Linked DNA regions of Danio rerio: region 2 is linked to region 1. Evidence: chromatin contacts called from public Micro-C data. All regions are on one chromosome and are shown on one strand. The core of a region is the stretch at or near the end of the contact, and the rest is flanking DNA. Distances in the headings are between cores, read along the strand shown.

Region 1 (3,531 bases), core at 806-3,305:
AGCTTTTTCTAAATGTAATATTTTTTTTTGTCAGTTTGTGTGTGTTAGCTGTCTGTTTAGTACAGAATGCAGAATATTGTGTTTTGTTTGTGTGTTAGTGTTAGCTTTCTGTTGATGGAATGCAGAAGATTTTGTGCAAAAAAAAAATCATTCATGAGATTTTGTTTTTCAAATAATACATTTTCTGGTGATAACTAATTCATCAGGGGGGTTAGTGTCATGTTCACTTTGTGTAGTTTCTCAGGCATTATCTCTGATTATAGTTTTACAATTGAATTGTATACAGACATGTTGTAAGCATTGAGTATTATACTGTTTATTTCACTTTGCATTAAAATTTCTGATTTAATTTTTGTCTGGTCTGGTTTTATAAATACATACACTATTACAATACACTGTTTTTATATCTCTGTTATTGTTACTACACCCACCTCTTACTGTTGATTTGTGTTTTGTGATTTGGTCCGAATGAGTGTATGGATGTTTCCCAGTGATGGGTTGCAGCTGGAATGGAATCCGCTGCGTAAAACATATGCTGGATAAATTGGTGGTTCATTCCACTGTGGCGACCCCAGATTAATAAAGGGACTAAGCTGAAAATAAAATGACTGAATGGACTTGGTCCAGCACTGTGGTCAAAAGCATTTTTCAAATATTGCTAAATGAACTTTTAGGTTAAACATTACTTTTACTTCAAGTTCGCACAAAAAAAAAAAAAAAAAAAATTACTCTTTACTCTTTAAGTTTTTTTTTTTTATTCTGTTGAACACAAAAGAAGCTACTTTGAAGACATTGTAAACCTGTAATTATTGACCTCTAGGAAAAACAAATATTATGGAAGTCAGTGGATACAGGTTTACAGCTTTTTTTTTTTTAAATATCATTTTTGTGTGTTAAATAGAAGATAGAAACTCAAACTGGTTTGGAATTGTAGGGTGAGTAAATGATGACAGAACAGTTTTGGGTGAACTTTCCGTTTAAGTATATTTTGGCGGCATGCTGCATACCTGTATTTTCACTTGTAATTTTGGAGTACTCTTTTACTTTAAAAAAACAAAACAAAAAAAAAAAACAAAAAAATATTCACATATGTAGTTTTAAAAAAAATCTAAGCACACATACAAACATTTGTAACGTAATTAACATCTCATTTGCCAAGAACTGACCAAACAAAATCACATATTTGTGCTAACAAGTAAACAATACTATTTGTAAACTTCAGAAACTCGTTATTAACATCACTAATTGCAATTAAAGGAAATTATTTTCAGAATGTTTTGAAATGTTGTTATTTACTCACACGTTATTCCACTCCCATGTGATATTTGTTCATCTTCAGAACACAAATGAAGGTATTCTAGATTAAATCAAAGCTCTACCATTCTCCATAGACAGCAATGGTCCTTAGAAGACAAGAAAATGATGTAAAACATTGTTAAAACATCTGATCAAGTGGCACCATTACTACATGAATTATGGTTGTGCTACAAACTCTTATAGCAATATGTCAAACTGTACCCTAATAAATGTTCTGCCTTAAAAATATTGGTGAAGAGTCATGTTTAGATATTTTGATTTTGGTAGACCCACTGAAGTCACATTGAAGTCTTTGACAATGTTCTTGCTTCCTTTCTGTTCTTTTCTGAGAACTATTTTTTAAATTATAATAAACAAACTTGGAAAATTGGCTTTGCCAAAACGTTGTTAAAACACAAATTCCTTTAACCATGGTTATACAAATTATATTATTGGCACAAAAAATAATTACTGCATTTATATTTTAATAAAACCATTGTTTCATTTGATAAGAGAGTTGCTTTTGTTACAAGTGCCTATGTTACCCTAAATCATTTATTTAATTAAAAAATATGGCAGATTGACTTTTAACGACATTGTTTTTGTTTGTTTTGTAACAATAAACTGCTATAACGTTTTGGCTTTTTTAACTTTACAAGAGAAAGAGCTTATCCATGTAGTTACCCTAACGTACAGGTCTCACTTTCCGGTTGCATTCGGTTTTTTTCGGCCTCCTGCCTCCATTTTGTACCGACTGCGGGATTTCCGGGATTCCATTGAACTGGGTTCGCTGAAGCCCAGCGGTCTGTCGTGAAACAACATCGCCCCAATTCACAGGGCAGCAATGTTAATGTCAACAAGCGATAAGGTTCTGTAAATCTTTGCCTTTCGTGCTTTCATTTCTCGCCGTGGACGGTTTGTAACAACTTTAGAGAGTTGGCAGAAACCAGCCGTCAATATGACAGCGCACCACTGTAAGCTCTCGCCCGACTAACTTAACGTTAGTTAACTAACTTTCCCGTGTTTATTCGGTGACCGGATAGGCAGAAGAAGATCATCGGCTGAAGAACAGACGGTTACTGTGTGACATTAATGTTGTTTGGGATAAGATATCAGTCACATCGCGACCGACAGGTAAGCTTGCCGACGTATTTACGTTACAGATAGTGACTAATATTATTAATATAGTTGTTATAGCTCCTTACACATATTGTACAAGAAGCGCAAGTGACTTTGTGAAAAGTTTTTTGAATTCGTGTGTTTCGCTTGGGTTGTTTATTAATCAACGAGTCCTTTGACCGGGTTTGAGAACCGATTCTTTCAAAAGATTCGACTCAAAAGAACCGTTCGTTCATGGATCACAATAATGTGCTTTTGAAGACATTCCTATTGTCCTAAAACTTTTGGTTTTGCCTTCTATACACACATGTAATTGATTTAACTAGTTCAGGATGTTTGTGGCATGACAGGTATGGTCACAGACAGTCTGTTTAAATATTTAGACACGAAGATGGTCAGACACGTCATGTTCACAAGCTGAGCTCTGAATTTTTCACTTCCTTGTTTTAGACTCACGACAAAGAAAGAGTTGAAAACTACGAAAACACTGGTCTGGTGTGACACCAGTTAATATTAAGTATACTTATTTTAATGATTATGTTCTTCAAATAGTTCTGTTATTGTATTATGCATTCAGACGCATCTGTTAAGGCCAAACAAGAAATAACCCTCTATGTTTTTCAGACGTATTCGACACATACATTATTCAACGTATAAAACACATTTAAATTGCTAATATACAGTATGCTCTCTATTATATTTAATTTATACATAACATTTTTATCCAGAAGACCAAAATGTTTGTTCAGCTTTAAGATAGTTTCTTTATACCTGCAAAAGCAGACTATTTGTTTAAAATACATGTAGAGTTGCATAGTAATAGTAATAGAAATAATGATAGTGATGAATTAGAGATGCACAAAAACATTAAAATAAATGATTTGCAGATATTAAAATCTCAGTTGCTTTATTCTAGTTTTAATCTAAAAAATATTACTCTAGAATGTAACATTTTAAAGGATTTTACTGCATAAGACATATTCCATGACTGAATGATAACTTGCTAAAGTATTTTAAAACTATCAGTCAGATGACAGAATGCATTGAAGTTTGTCTACAGCACATTTTTCTGCTGTATCTTTAGTAAAAGCAAGGCCATAAAATTTTGCATATTAA
Region 2 (3,242 bases), core at 465-2,964, 150 kb before region 1:
TCTTCTGCATAGCCCTCTATCTGTTAAATGACAGTATTTACATTTTTAAAAATTCAAAGATTCTTTTACAAGATTTAGTCATTTAATTTTAGTTTGCTTTATTTGTAGCTCAGCAATAAAACTAACAAAGTAAAGCTGCAAGCAGCGATGAATGGGACTTTGCTCTAACAAAAAATGTTACGTCAAATTAGAAATGACAGTCTGTTTAAGGCATTCACCCCAACCCTCTCCATCATTCTCACTATCCAGTAAGTTAGGATGATTGCCAAATCAAAGGTTACAATTGGCCACGAGCCCCACTTTGAGTATATCTAATCTATTCATTATGTAAACATCAAGATAACATTTCTTTAAATTTTTGTATAAAAATGGCCATTTATAGAATTTTTACTTTTCCCGAAAATACAATTAGTAAGAATAACAAATGTTTTCAATGTTTGTTGTGATTGAATATTGAGGTCATTCTGCCAAATATCGATTTCTTAAAACATCTGGATTAAATACATTTTCGTATCTAAAAATTAATATTACAGTGTCTGAAAAGATGGCACCAATGTTATGTTATGCCAAAAAGAGATATAGATTACAAACAAACCAAATAACAGCAGTTTCTGTAAATCTCTATTGGCAAATGAATAGAGAAAGTACTTCTTGCTTTTTGAATTGCTGGTTTTTTTTTTTTTTCCCATTCTTTAGTCACTTGGATACTTTTATTTGTTGGACACATCCAATCATTCCAGGAATCTGAAATAACGCGTTTCTTTAGTAATACTTTTGTAATAACACCAATAATTTATATAACTGCATTTCTTGTTGCTAGCATCACTATATATCGGTAATGTCACACATTTTACTTTACCTAAGGGCTATCCAAAACAAGCGGTGCCCTAACTTTTTCTTACAAACGGCCAAAACCCAAACTTGATTGAGGCTAGTGGGTCGATCGAAGGTAAATATAGTTTCCATGACTTTTTGAATTGTCTTTTGTTTATTTATTAATTTTTCGTATGACTATAACTTGTTGCTCAAATCACTATATATTGGTAATATCACACATTTACCGAGGGGTTAACGTTATCCTAAACATTTTCATGGGACAGCAGCACACACAACTGTATTCTCATTAACGTTACAGACAGTAAACGAGTTAAGAACGCCTAAACACTAGTACCGGCTAAAGTTAATATTGCAATTACAAACAAAAGTCTCCATTTACAGACAGAACAATTTCATTTTGGAGAATTAAAACATGTTGGTGTTTGTCCATCACCTTTAGGTTCTGTAACTCTTTTCAGAAGACACAGTAGCCCGGCCACCTGCGTTCATAATGCAAGGCAAAACCGACACAATTTGCGAAGGTTGATTAATAGCGATTGTTGTCAATTACTTTTGATTGATATCCTTTCTACGTTTCTGACTGGCTAAACGAAAAGTCAGTTAAATTCATACCTGCGTATCATTGGTTCGCCTCATTATTTTGATAGCCTCACAACCCCCGCCTCTCTACTAAAAACTCGACAACCCATTGGTCAAACATATATCCTTCAACTGTCATAGAAAAACGACGTCTTTTCATTAGTCAGAACAAATGTCAATCAGGCAAAAGCTGTTTTCTGATTGGTTATCACTTTTAGCTCTAGATGATTGACAAGTAACCTGATTGGCCAGTAGACCCCGGTGGGGCGGTATCTTTTGTGGGCTCTTCAAGGCTTCACGGAGAGTGAATGTCGTCATGAGCGGTGGGTAGGAATTATAACGTTGATGTTTATATTACAATGTTACTTTCTTAAACATTTTCACGAGCGAACGGACCGATATATGTTAAATATCGTAGCTCGCACGCATGAGTTTTTTTAATCAAACGTAGCACTGCGATTCAAATAAATGCACACTTCCGGAATCACTGTTCTTTTCCGCAGCGAAGAGTTTATCTGGCTAGTTAGCACTTTAGCATGCTAAGCCAGCAGTTTCCTCCTCCATCAGCGCACTCTTGAGTCTGTCTGCACGCAGTCAGGATAACCCTTATAAAGCGGTCTGCATGCTCGTAAAAAAGTCGTAAACACGTGATCGACTGATTAAAAACTAAATATAAAATCAAACTGATGAGATATTTTAAAGCATTCAATTAGCATAGCTCAACCACTTGCAGGCTTCTGACGTTTTAGCTTGTTAGCGTTAGCAGCTTGCATCTTTTATCAAGCCACATAGTCATTAAAACATTTTTTTCTTCAGTGCTGTTGAAATTGTAGTGTAAAAACACACACGTTGGCTGTTAATGATACCGTCGGGATTTTCATACTGAGGAAAATAAATCAGAAATGAATGAAACGTTATGAGAACAAGTTTTAAATGTATCGAACTTGCAAAATATTTCCTATAAACTGTCTATAAAATTGATGTAATTGAAATACATGCACGCATTGAGTTTTTGTTCGCTTTCCAGTACATAAACATGTCGAGTTTGTTTTGTTCGCTTTGACAGCCGTCAGAAAGCATCATAACAGCAAGCGTTTGTTTTGGTTGTGACCGGAGATATTTGTCCACATATGGGGTCAGTTCAGGATGTTTACCATAGATGTGTATATACTAAAGCTGTGCATCTCAGTGCTAATTCTGGAATAGCCCAGCACTTGAGGACCAGGATTGAATATATTTTACACTGTGAAGTGCCACTGTGTGCTATTAGTGGACTGAGTTTTAAACCCTGCCTCGCTGAATCACTGCTCTCGGGGGTTTAGATTATCTCAGGTAACGCCTCCTTAGCTACACTTGTCCTAACTAAAAAAAGTGCATGCTGTTAGTGGTTATTTTATTTTGAACAAAAAAGTCAGAGCATTTGTTTTTTTTTCAGTTCTGTTCACGCACTTTTGATTGAAATGTTGTGGTGCTTTAAAAATTGTGCAAGCTACAGATTAATATGATCTCAAATGTCTTGGATTATTTTGTTCTCACAGTTGGAGAGTTTTGATCTTTTCATTGCATGAATAGATTTACCTTTGTCTTCTCACAGATCAAAAGGACAGTATGGCCACCACTGTCGCAGTCAGTCCCAGTGAATATCTTCAGCCCTCCACCACCACTTCTCAAGTAAGATCCCACGATTCTATATTTTGCTTTAAGGATGAACTGATATTAAATTATTTTTGAGGACAATAGTAAATTTCATATTTCTGCCAAAATTATGATTTTAAATATACAGAATATATTCTCCTGGTAAATTCTGATATATATATATATATATA

What was found. Hi-C and Micro-C count contacts between places; a contact is called where the count stands out from the background.
Region 2: a Micro-C map of caudal fin shows a contact between it and region 1, with 5 times the contacts expected there. The contact joins the promoter of sp2 here to the promoter of wipf2a in region 1. A contact is called at or near these places in 2 of 18 Hi-C or Micro-C datasets (caudal fin and an unstated tissue).

Annotation. Positions count from the first base shown.
Region 1 is chr11:12,329,420-12,332,950 of GRCz12tu, reverse strand. wipf2a (WAS/WASL interacting protein family, member 2a) reads left to right here and starts at 2,055. Exons shown (of 8, transcript XM_005155759.6): 1 at 2,055-2,430. LOC141376560 (a long non-coding RNA gene) reads right to left here and starts at 2,606. Exons shown (of 2, transcript XR_012387068.1): 1 at 1,981-2,606; 2 at 1-1,403. si:ch211-69b7.6 reads left to right here. Exons shown (of 6, transcript XM_679489.10): 6 at 1-349.
Region 2 is chr11:12,479,499-12,482,740 of GRCz12tu, reverse strand. sp2 (sp2 transcription factor) reads left to right here and starts at 1,714. Exons shown (of 8, transcript NM_001099982.2): 1 at 1,714-1,739; 2 at 3,011-3,087. The coding sequence starts at 1,733. gpr179 (G protein-coupled receptor 179) reads right to left here and starts at 1,336. Exons shown (of 13, transcript XM_073916481.1): 1 at 1,271-1,336.